Regions from separate parts of the Gossypium arboreum genome. Here region 1 is linked to region 2. Evidence: chromatin contacts called from public Hi-C data. All regions are on one chromosome and are shown on one strand. The core of a region is the stretch at or near the end of the contact, and the rest is flanking DNA. Distances in the headings are between cores, read along the strand shown.

The links. Hi-C and Micro-C count contacts between places; a contact is called where the count stands out from the background.
Region 1: a contact with region 2 is called in a Hi-C map of leaf, with 4 times the contacts expected there. The contact joins the promoter of LOC108466591 here to the promoter of LOC108462371 in region 2. A contact is called at or near these places in 2 of 5 Hi-C or Micro-C datasets (both in leaf).

What each region holds. Positions count from the first base shown.
Region 1 is chr2:66,309,265-66,315,239 of ASM2569848v2, forward strand. LOC108466591 reads right to left here and starts at 2,652. Exons shown (of 3, transcript XM_017766974.2): 1 at 2,170-2,652; 2 at 1,282-1,359; 3 at 561-1,076. The coding sequence starts at 2,344. The coding sequence ends at 760.
Region 2 is chr2:66,035,298-66,041,020 of ASM2569848v2, forward strand. LOC108462371 (60S ribosomal protein L17-2-like) reads left to right here and starts at 4,314. Exons shown (of 7, transcript XM_017762328.2): 1 at 4,314-4,491; 2 at 4,584-4,620; 3 at 4,730-4,770; 4 at 5,423-5,653. The coding sequence starts at 4,489. LOC128289566 (small nucleolar RNA snoR74) reads left to right here and starts at 5,126; the gene lies at 5,126-5,255.

The sequences.
Region 1 (5,975 bases), core at 1,402-3,901, 270 kb after region 2:
CCTAAAATAAAAATGTATAAATAACATAAAAAATGTTTGATTGGTAAATTTAAGATTTTAATAACTTAGTTGGCATGGGCTCAAATCTCACTTTATGCGTAATTTTATTGGATTTTTTAAAATAAAAAGATTAACATACCATCAAATAATATAATTCATTTTAATTACGAAAGGATATTTCTATAATTTTTCTAACTAAGTTGGTGCTCGATTGACTAGTAATACCAACCCAATTAGGTGCTTAAATAATAGTATAGATAAGTATTTTTAATAAATATAATTTTAATATAAATATATATATTCTTACTTATAATTTAATAAAAATAAATTTAATTTAAATTTACATATAGTTTAATAATTTATTATATAATTTAATTTAATGTCCTTAATAATCATCTATAAATGTTAGGTGCAATGGTAAAACACATTGCAATATTGTATCCTTAAAGAGAGGCATTGGTTCAAATCTTAAAATGATATTGTTGGGAGAAGAAAAAGAAATACAAACAATCGAAGTGTATATATATATATATCCCTATCAATGCCCCCACGGGTAAATATTAGTTCAACTTTTCACTTTTCATTATAGAATACATTTACACCCGAGTTTGGGTAACAAAAGCATAGGATTGTGGTGGTTGTAAATAACTAGTGTTTGTTTAAGATTGTACCTTTTTCAAACATGCTAATCTTGATAACTTGTGAAGAGATTTATACAAAGTAAATATGTAGCTTACCTTACCAAATCCAACCCATCCATTAATATTGGGCAGCAGGGCTTGGTAGCCGTTTCTTTCTTTCACCAAAGCTCATGTTCCGCACCAAACTTGGAAGGCAGCACTGCGCAGACTCCGCTGCTTTCACGTCTTTCCTTGGGAGGTGTCTCCTGTATGGTGTCGCTTTACTACTTCCAGCAGCTGAGTTTCCATCATCATCACTATCCAAGCTCTCACGAAATAACTCGATTAGTTGCTTCTTTGTATCAGTTGGAGACTCCCCATGTGCATCCACCGCACCCTCCATCGAATGGTTGCTTTTCTGGTGGTTTGGACTGTTCCCCGAAGAAGAGGCGGAATCTGTATGAAAACAAGCATTACTCCAACTCAAAACCACTTACAAAAACCCTGCCGCCACTATGTTACTCGGACTGTGAGAGTCCAATGTGAGTGTCTGACACGAGCGTGTGTAGTTTTTTCATATATTTTGAGGATCATACTTCATATCCATATGCAATGTTTGATTCAACTATAGAGGGGAAACATAGTTAGGGGAGACTCTCACCACCATTGGCACTGAAGAAATCTTCAAAGTCAGATTCTAACGAAGGTTGTGAATCAAAAAAGCTCTCCTCTGTGTTACCTGGAGAGAAATTATAGGCACACTTAATTACACATGCTAAACATGACCCAATTTTACATAATGCATTTATGGAGCAAAATATCCACACCATCTTGAATCCTGCAAAGAAATTGCCATTGCATGCATGATTAATCATGCAGCACTGAATTAGGTTTTTGATTAATCATGCCATTACACTTTGCTTCATACATCAGCATATCTTGTAAAATGAGTAAACCTCAAATAGTTCATTATTCTAGGAACATGTGCCTGCAGGAGAATATTTGATATTCCAGTGATAACGTATACAATAAGAAAAAAAAGGGCCATTTGACTGAAAGATCACAGAACATACTATAGTTGCTGACAAAATTAGAGATGATTTACATAAGATAATCTTGTTTGAGTATTTACTTAAGAGCAAAGGGACAAGTAGGTGAGGACTTGGGATTCTCAACTTCATATCACTCCTCTATTTCTTGGTTAGCTGTTAGGACAGTAACTTTCAACTCTGAAAAAAGACACAAAAATAGGAAGATGCCATGAATAAACACTGTTTCCCTTGTTTGTAATGAGAAAAAACACCAAAATATCTAATTTGGCTAATGTGAGTGGTCCAAAGCCAAAGGGTTCTGAGCGAAATAGTAAAGGACTGTCCCGATCAATCAAGCAGATTGCAGTCAGTCCAATGACCCAAGAACAAATAGAGTTTCCAACTTTTATTTTATATATATCTGACAAATGAGATCAAACAAATGCAGTAATTTAAAACCTGAAGTGAGGGTAACCCATGATGATAAAGGAATGAAGAAAGGCAAGTTAGAAACATACCCATCTCTTGTAAACTAGTTTCTTGTTCCATAGATGAAGGCTGAAGCCTGGAATCGTATCCAACAATTGAGGGCTCCCTTCTAACATTGTTCTCCTTAATGGGTGATTGAATTCGGGCACTAAGATCAATGTCTGCAGGATCTTTATTCTTGTAAACTGTAACACAATTCCCCATGTCTTTTTTTTTTCTCTTCCTCTACTCAATCATGAGACAAAAGAGAGCACTTTAACTAAGCTGTTTCCTTCGATGCAAGGAAACAAGGAAATGGGTTTTAATATTAAGCTTTAAGCTTGAATTCATTCACTCAACCAAATTGTAAGGGGGGACTTGGGAGTTGATTGGTCTTGAGAGCAAAGTAATGGCACTTGCAGGCATGGGTCCATATTCAATGACCCCTTTATTTACTACTTTGCATACTGTTTATCTTTGTTTGATTGGTATCTTCTCTTTCTTGCTATACTTCTGGAAAAGCATTAAAAGTCTGCTCGGCTCCATTATATTCCTCTTTTCCATTTATTAAAATTTTCCTTTTCCCCATTCAAAATTTTCTCACCGTTCTCTTATTATTATTATTATTATTATTATTATTTTATTTTAACTTTGTATTCAACATTCAGTATATATACTGTATGTCAAAATAGAAGCGTAGAACACAAAAGCTAAAAAATTCGACACTTGCTTGCTTCATTTAAGTTTTAAACTCCACACTCGAAAGTTTTAGTGTTTTGAATTATTTAACATTGTTCTTTTTCTCTATCAAAGAAAAAAAAAATTCAAACCTAGTAGACTGGTTACAATTAATAATACAAATTCTAATACTATACAAACTTAGTGGTTTGTGGCATTAACAAAAAGAAAAGAGAAGAGAAGAGAAAAGCAAAAGCAAGTGTTAGCGTAATTAACTATTTGTGAGCTGACCTAATATTGGGCTACAATGATGAAGGCTGAGGTCCACCAGAAATTAATTGTTTGCGACTTTAGTTATGATGAAGAATCCGATGGTTTTCTTGCATGTCTTGTCTCTTTCGGGCGGTTGCATTTGTCCGTGCAAACATTAAATCCTTTCGTTTGACAAAATTCTACTGAAATGAAACATGCAACAAACTGCCAAATTCACAGACTAAGTATCCTACATGATATTCTTCACCATATTTTGTTTTTTTTCATGAGTTCCATTGGATAAAGATGTACTTATGGAACAGTTGTATTCATCCCGTTTATATTTCAGTTTATAAAAGAAATAATGGTAAATGAATTTCGATGATACAATAAAATCTAATGATTGTTAATATTTTGTATTGATGAAAATAATTCATCGAACATTGAGTGGGGGAATAACAAAAGTATCAAGTTCTATAAGGAATTTTTGCAGTAATTCTTTACAGAATAAACTTTGAAAATTAAAAGATGGAAGGGAATAAAAACTTTTTGTTTATGAGTTTGTGTTGTGTCTTGATTAGGGGCAAATTCAGGGGGCTGGTAGGGGCCCCGATCCCCCCTAAAATAGAAAATTTTCTATTTAGGGCCTTTAAAATTTTTAAAATTTTAAATTAGTAAAGGTAAAATTACACTTTGCCCCCCTAAAAATGATAAAATTTTAATTTAATCATTTAAAAATTATAAAAATATAAATTATTCAAATGGTGAAATTGTATTTTTACTATCATAAAAATTACAATTTAATTTCGCCCCCTAAAAAAATTTTCTAGCTTCGCCCCTGTTCTTAATGTATCTTTGCATTTTTAGTATGTAATGTAAATCAAAATTCCTTTCATTTAGAAGTTGAAACAAAATAACCAATGAGTATGGAAGTCCCATCGATTGTTTCGATATATGTATTTCTTACGGGAAATGAATGAAGAGAGGCTTCTTGGGTTGTTTGATTGCCTCTTGAACAACTTCTCCCTAGATAGAGAACTTGTTTTATGGCAAAGAGGTAACAATGAATGTGGACTACAACAAGTACATCTTCATAGAGTTGAAGTTTGAGAGGACAATTGATTTTCCTATTGAGTGGACACGCCATTCTACTAGGAAATGCTATTACCACCCGCATTTACAAGATGTCCTTGGGGGTTCATGCGAGCATAAAATGATAAACTGGAAGGGGATATTGGTGATCCCTCTTGAGATCACTTTCAAAAGTGTCTTCAAGATGGTTTTCAAAACAATAGGAATATGCCCTTATCGTCCTATGCTTCTCCTTTTTACATCAAGTATGGGATAGCCAAGTGTCTTCAGGGGGTGACCTCAGAGACTATCTACTATATTATTAAGTTTTTCCACCTACTGTATTAGCTTACTCGACGAAGTCTCTGCATCTGGTTACTATTTGGCGTATAGTTGGAAAAATAAGGATATATATGAGCAAGTAAAATGTTTGTCTTGGCTAAGTATATAATTATGTGTAATGCACCATTTGGAGAACTCTTAGTTTGGCGAGCTCTGTGATTTGGCGAACTCTTCTGTTAAGTATTCACCCAACCCAAATGTTTAGTATTTAAGTATGGTAATTTGGTTAGCTAAGTTGAGATTTAGTTAGAAAGGAACTAGACTACTGTTGATAATAATACTTAAATTATGTTAAGTGCACTTAATCACGGGAACCAAGAAACCTGAATTATCTAATTTTATGATAATATTTAAATTATTGTTAGTGGAATTATCTAATTTTCCATTAATCTTTGTCTCCAAGCTTAAGTATATAAGGATAGCAGTGGTCTTTCTAAATACTCTTATGTTTTCTTCTTGTTCCTTGATTTCCTCTAAAAAATATTTAAAAACCTAAGTTTAGAAAACCAGTTTGAAGTAAGGTTCACAGTATTCAGCTAACTTCTACGTTAGTACCAGCTCACTGGTAATTACTGATGCCCTAGGTTACCCTCTAAGTTATTTACATGTTTCTCGTTCTGCATGCATAGATGTTAGAATAACGTGTGAGGAAAGAAACTTTTTAATTCTGGATTGAGCGTTGTTGATTTTTGCATGCATGATCAGATTTGATCAATTAATGATCTGATATGATTAATTATCTTTATTTTAGCTTAAGAAGTTAATGAAGGTCCAAGTGATAAAGACAAAAAACCTACTTTATGGATTTGTGCTACAATTTCTGGTAAGTTCCTTTTTATTTCCATGTGTTGTACTTTTCTTTATTTTATAATTCATGTAAGGTAAGTATTCCTCATTTGTAATGGATGACAGATGTTGTATGGTGTAGTGTGGATAATGGTTATCCAAAGTCTTTAGTTTAAGTTTAATTTGTTTGTGATATAAAGTAAGCATCATTCTTCATACTTAAGCCACTACCATCTGCTTCTGATATGTATGATATGATATGAATTGATATGAGGTGATGGAGATGAGGAGATCTGTTTGTGTAGCCTTTGGTAGGCTGACCGCCTTCAGATGTACTAATGTTCAGAGTGTTAATATTACAACTAGAAGATATGAATTAAGATTGTGTTTGCAAGTTTATGGGTCAGATTGTAATATAGTTTGTTTACAACAAAACACTTGGTAAGTATTCCAATGATTGTACCTTAGGAATTTTAGTTTGGGAAAACTGCTATTAAGTTAATTACCGAAAGTAACAACTAATCTAATCAATCTATGAATTAGTAGTGTTAATTTGGAAGTGAAATGATAATAATAATGACCAAATAAATTGAATTAAATCTAAATCTACTCCTAAGTTCATGTACCAGTTTCTCCTATGCCTTGTTTCGACTATGCGAGTTCCTTTAGCCTAGATCTAATTGTTTTACTTGATCAACTATTGATGTAGAGTTCTAAATAGTTTGTT
Region 2 (5,723 bases), core at 3,064-5,563:
GTGAATGAAAAGATATAGACATAACTATGACTGACTAGATTGGCAATACATCAGATTGAACCTAAGTAGAATGGATCCTAAAATTTTTTATGGATTTATTCACTTGTGATGTTCATAGTATGGCATACCTCAATCCTGAGTGGATGATGGGCTATGTGTGTGTAACTCGTACACTTTGATGTAAATAAAAGCTTGAGTTTGAATAGATAAGGAACTGAAAGCTGGTGCGTTGGGTATACGACTTCTGCAGTATGTATCGTCATTCACAACAGTGGAATTCATAGCCCGAGACATGGGTAAATGATGTTATCTCATTGGCATTACATGATTGATGAAAAGTAAACATGGCCACAGGTCATTCGTCTTTGTGATGGATGACTTGATTACTATTTGATAGTAATTGACTTTTCATGAAGAAAGATGTAATGATTACCATGAGATAAAATAAAATCATATTGGGAGAAATGATATTATCCTAAATAGATTAAGGATATCCTATGAGGGTAACACATTTATGACAAGGTTATTGAACGAGCACTAATCGAGTTGCTTTCATAATGGTATGTTGTTGGGGAGAACTCAGTGACGATATTATAGTGAAATGACTTCATGACCAAATGAGGTTATAATTAATAGGCAAAATGCTGGAAATTAATTATAAAACATTTGAGCCTCAATTGCATATGTCCAATCGGTCCCTTCTTTGGCTCGTTGAAACTATAAATAAATTGCATGTCGAACCAAATGAACAAATATGAATAGAAATGGTGAAATAGAGAAATAAGAAATGTTTGGAAATGATTATGCTCTTCTCCAAAAACGAAAATGAAATGGAGAAATAGAATCATTTGGAAATGAATATGGCTTTCTCCAAAATAAAAATGAAAATGATCTGAAAAATGAATTTGTGTTTTTCGAATTAAATCAAGTTCTAAAATGGAAATAAATCATTTGGTTATAGTGAACCGTTGAATGTGGAAAATGTTAAATATATTTCTCATAGATTCCTTTTCGTAAAGTCGTCATGATTTTAACGGAATTAGAATTGGGATGAGAAAATTATTTAATTAGAAATATATTGAAGTTTATTTTTGGGAAATAGAAAAACAAATATTGGATTGGATCAGATTATAAAATATTGAATTAAAAGCCCAAAAATTACTTGTAATTTGACCCAATATGGAAGGGACAAGCCCTTTATGTTATAAGATAGGACCATAGTATTATTAACTAAGGTTGCCGCCCCCTACATCCTAGTTGAACTAGGATTTCATTTTTCTAATTGAAATAAACCTCCATAATTTAAAAAGGTTCTACCTTATCTTTCTATAAATAGATGGCACTGGTAGGGCTACACACAACTTTCAAATATTGTTACTCTACCGAAAAATAGAGATAATTTATTGTCAACTATTAAATATATTTTTCCAGAATAACAATTCTGACGATTTCTATTTTGAGAAGAGAATTTTCATTTTCACCCAAAAGAAAAGAAAACTATTTCTAGTTCTGTGTTTTGATTCGATTTGATCGAGCCCGCACGCGAAGCAATTCGTGGTACAAAAATAGCAAAAAAAATTGTTTGGTTGAAAGCCAAGAACGATTAGGCTTCGTTTATCTGAAAACATAGGTATGATTTCGGTCTAGGGTTTATTACTATAAATATCACAAATCGGGTTAGCTTTCAAATTTTTTAGTTTCTGCTATGCAAGAAAATCATTTTCGAATCGAATTTTTTCCAATATGATATACTTTAGGACTCTAATATTAATTAAAAGTAGAATTTTATTTCATTTATACTCCACAAGTGGACTTAAGAAACTACCAAGTGTCCTTAATTGATATACTAAAAAAAATTAAATAAATAAGAAACATGAAGGTTTCTTAAGTCCGCTTGTGGAGTTAAAAAACTCCATCACCAGTTTATCAAATAATAGTATATTTAAAGCAGATCATCTATGCATTTTATAATAGATTGGAGAAACTATTTTATGGACCCTTCTCACCACATCATTTATAGTCCTTTTCCAATTATTTAATCATTATGATTCTTTTCTAATTATTTAATAATATTTCAGTAATTTTTCCATGATTAATACATAATTTTACTAATTTTTTTACCCATAACCTTAAAATCTTGAATCTTAAACCTTAAGCCCCGAACCTTAAATATGAATCTTAAATCTTAAACTTTGAACTAAATTTAAACCCCGAATCTCGAACCACATTCTTGGATGGTGCATCATCGTATCTCAAAACAACACCCATACAGTTTTCTTATATATATGTGTAAAAATTTCTCAGAATTCTTTTAAATGATGATCTTAACCGACAAGAAAGGTATGCTGCCTTTCATCAATCCAAATTAGTAAGCGGCTTCTAAGTGTATTAAAGAGAATGCAAGTTTTACTTTTTCTATCATATGTCACAGTTAGATAATAGTACAATGAATGTCGCATGAGGGTTTCTTCATGGCTTCATCGGTTATCCCAACCACCAAACTCCCTAACCTTATACAAAGCACATGTCCTAATACTGTACTTCACAATTAGATGAATAATCGATAAGCTTCTTTTCTAGAGGTTTTTATGTTCATTAACATATTCATCAGTGGAGCACCTGCATTCGTGGCTCCTTGAGTACTAAATGATCCCATGCTTAGACTTACTATTCCCGAAAAAACCTGCCTTTTGCAAGTAAATTAAGAAATCTCTTTATGGGTTCCTATGCAAGGAAACAGCGTTGGACTGAAAAGGACACGTAATCTCAAAGCAGTAGAAGAGGAAGACGATGGCGATTGGGAAGCACCAAAACTGAAGCCGAAGAGAGAGAGAGAGAGAGAGGTATGATCGTTGAAGGGTTTTAAAAGTGGCTTGAATCAATGTGAAAGAGATGCTATTAGATTCCCCAAAGTTTTATAATCTTGTCTCCGAGATAATATGGACAACCATCCATGAGTTCTAGAGAATGTTCATTTTGATATTGTTGCAGTGATAAGGGTGATTGGGAAGGGCAGAGACATCTGTGTCAAAAGACTCCTTGTTCATCTCTCCAATGCCTCAAAAGTTACACATTGAGTTTGTGTTGTGTAACCACAAGCTCTAATGTATTTGCATCCATCTTCCCGCACTACTTTTTTTTGTGCTTTTCTTAAATGTACCCAAAAAAGAAAAAGAGAAGTTGTATTTTGATATCTATATGTATATCTATCTAATTTTTAATTTTTTTTATATATAAGTGTGAACACCATCTTAATTATTAAAACTGAAAGACCAAAATAAGTCATTTTATTATTTTATTTAAATTTAGATTAATTTATATTTAAAAATAGAGTTCACGTTATATATATATATATATATATATATATATATATTTATACATATTTAATCTACTTCAAAATGAATAAATTTAAATATAAAATTTTATTTAGTTTATTTAAATTTTAAATTAGTAATTGTTCTCTATTTAAGTGTGTTCATAATCAATTTAATAAAAATAATATAGAGTTCTTATAATTAAGCCATTAAATTCTAAAGTTTTAAATTGATTTTTGATAAAATTCGTTATAAGAAAGTTTTTTAACGTTAAATAGTTTGTGAATAAAATTATATTAAATGTATATATGTATGAAGGAATAGTTATATAAAATTTTAAATTAATTTATTTAAATTTTAAATTAGTAATTGTTGTCTATTTAAGTAGGTTAATAATTTAATTTAATTAAAATCTAGTTCATTAACTTATAATTAAGCCATAAAATTTTAAATTGATTTTTTGATTTCATAGATAACATTTTAGAAATAATAAATTTATATAATATAATCTATTATATTATAATTATATTCATCATGTATTATCTATTAACTATTATGAAGTTGTTGACTATTAAAAAATAAAAATTGAATTAAATATATTAATCCTTTTTATAGTTTATACAAATACTTTAATAATGATTAGAAATATTTGTATTAACATTATATTTGATTAAAAAACAAGTTATATATGTTAATTATATGTATTATTTTAAATAATTTTATTAGATATTTTTTGATTTACTTCATTTCATATGAGTGTAGCATCACTATTTCTAGTCTTTATTATTGGATATAATGTTTAGAACTATCCATAGTTCCTCTTTAACCCTTAAAAAAGAGGATAACACTCCAGTGCACTTGAACTAGCATCTTCTTACACTAACAATAATACCAATGTCAACTGAACTAATACTCAATCGATTAAAAATATAAAGTAAAATTATATAAATTTGTTTATGAGATTAGAAATTAGTCATAGAGAAATATTTTGGGCCTATTGGGTCTGTAAAAGCTTCAAAACCTAGGTCTTGAACTGGGCACTCGTAAACTCGAGCCCTCTAAAGAAAGCACTTAAAAACCCTAGAATCAGATTCCTATATATTCTTATACCTTCCCCATTCTTTTACTTCCTCTTTTAGGCGGCAGAAGCAGCTTAGGCAACCAGTTCGCAGCCATGGTACTCATTTTTCTTGGTTTATATTTTAATTTCTTTTTATGAAATAATGTAGCACTAAACTCGATTTTTCTTTGAATCGTTTTTTTTTTCAGGTGAAGTATTCGAAGGAGTCAGATAATCCCACCAAGTGTAAAGTCCCACTTGTTCCTTTATTTTTGAGCATTTTACTTTCTCTTTGTGCCTTTTTTTTATTTTTAAATGTGGGAAACTGATGATGGTTTGTGTTGTTTTTGTGCAGCCTGCAAGGCAAGGGGCTCTGATCTCAGGGTTCATTTCAAGGTATTACATTCTAATTTTGATATATTTTGATCTGATTCTTGACATAAAGTTACGGGCATTGATTTGCTTGTTGTTTAAGAACCTTTGTCTGTTCTATACGGTTAAAGATACGATAAATCATGTGAAACTAATGAATAGATTGGTGCTGCCGTTTTCTTGAATGCATAACCAGTCCTATTATTGTCGTTAGCGAATAATTGTAGCATCTAAGCAGCTGCTGTACGGCTCTTTTTTATTTTCATGCTTGTTTGGGGGAGGATCTTTAGGTTATTTTTGGTTATATTTTTAGGATGTATTGTTTATGCTGTTAGATATTTTCTTTTTCAGCGTAGTATTAGGATTCCTAAATCTGTTGGAAAAAGCAGGGTCTTGTTGCCTTTTTTGAGTGAGGCTCTCGTAAACTTCAGGAAAATTACTTGCATTGTTATGGGGTGAACCTCTGGATCTTCTTGGTGAATGAAGGCTCAGTAAATGATGCCTCATTTTGTAGTGCTTTGGGAAGACTAGCTTTTGGATTAGATATGGCACGGGATTGTGTTCGATTGTTCTTTGGGGTGTCTTGGCGTTTGTTGATATTCTGTTGCCCATTTGGTGATGTTTTTAATTAGCTGGCGGTCATCACTGAGTCTCACACCCTATTATTGCTCGATAGAACACAAGGGAGACTGCGTTTGCTATCAGGAAGTTGCCTTTGGGTAAGGCTAAGAGGTATTTGGAGGATGTTATGGCTCACAAACAGGCCGTACCCTTCAGACGCTTCTGTGGTGGTGTTGGACGTACAGCTCAGGCAAAGAACAGGCATTCTAACGGACAAGGTCGCTGGCCTGTAAAATCTGCCAAATTCATTCTAGATTTGCTGAAGAATGCTGAGAGCAATGCCGAGGTATGCTTACTCTTTTGGTTTTTTGGCATTTTGCTGTTACTTGGTTTTTTTAGTTTCCGTTTGTAACAAA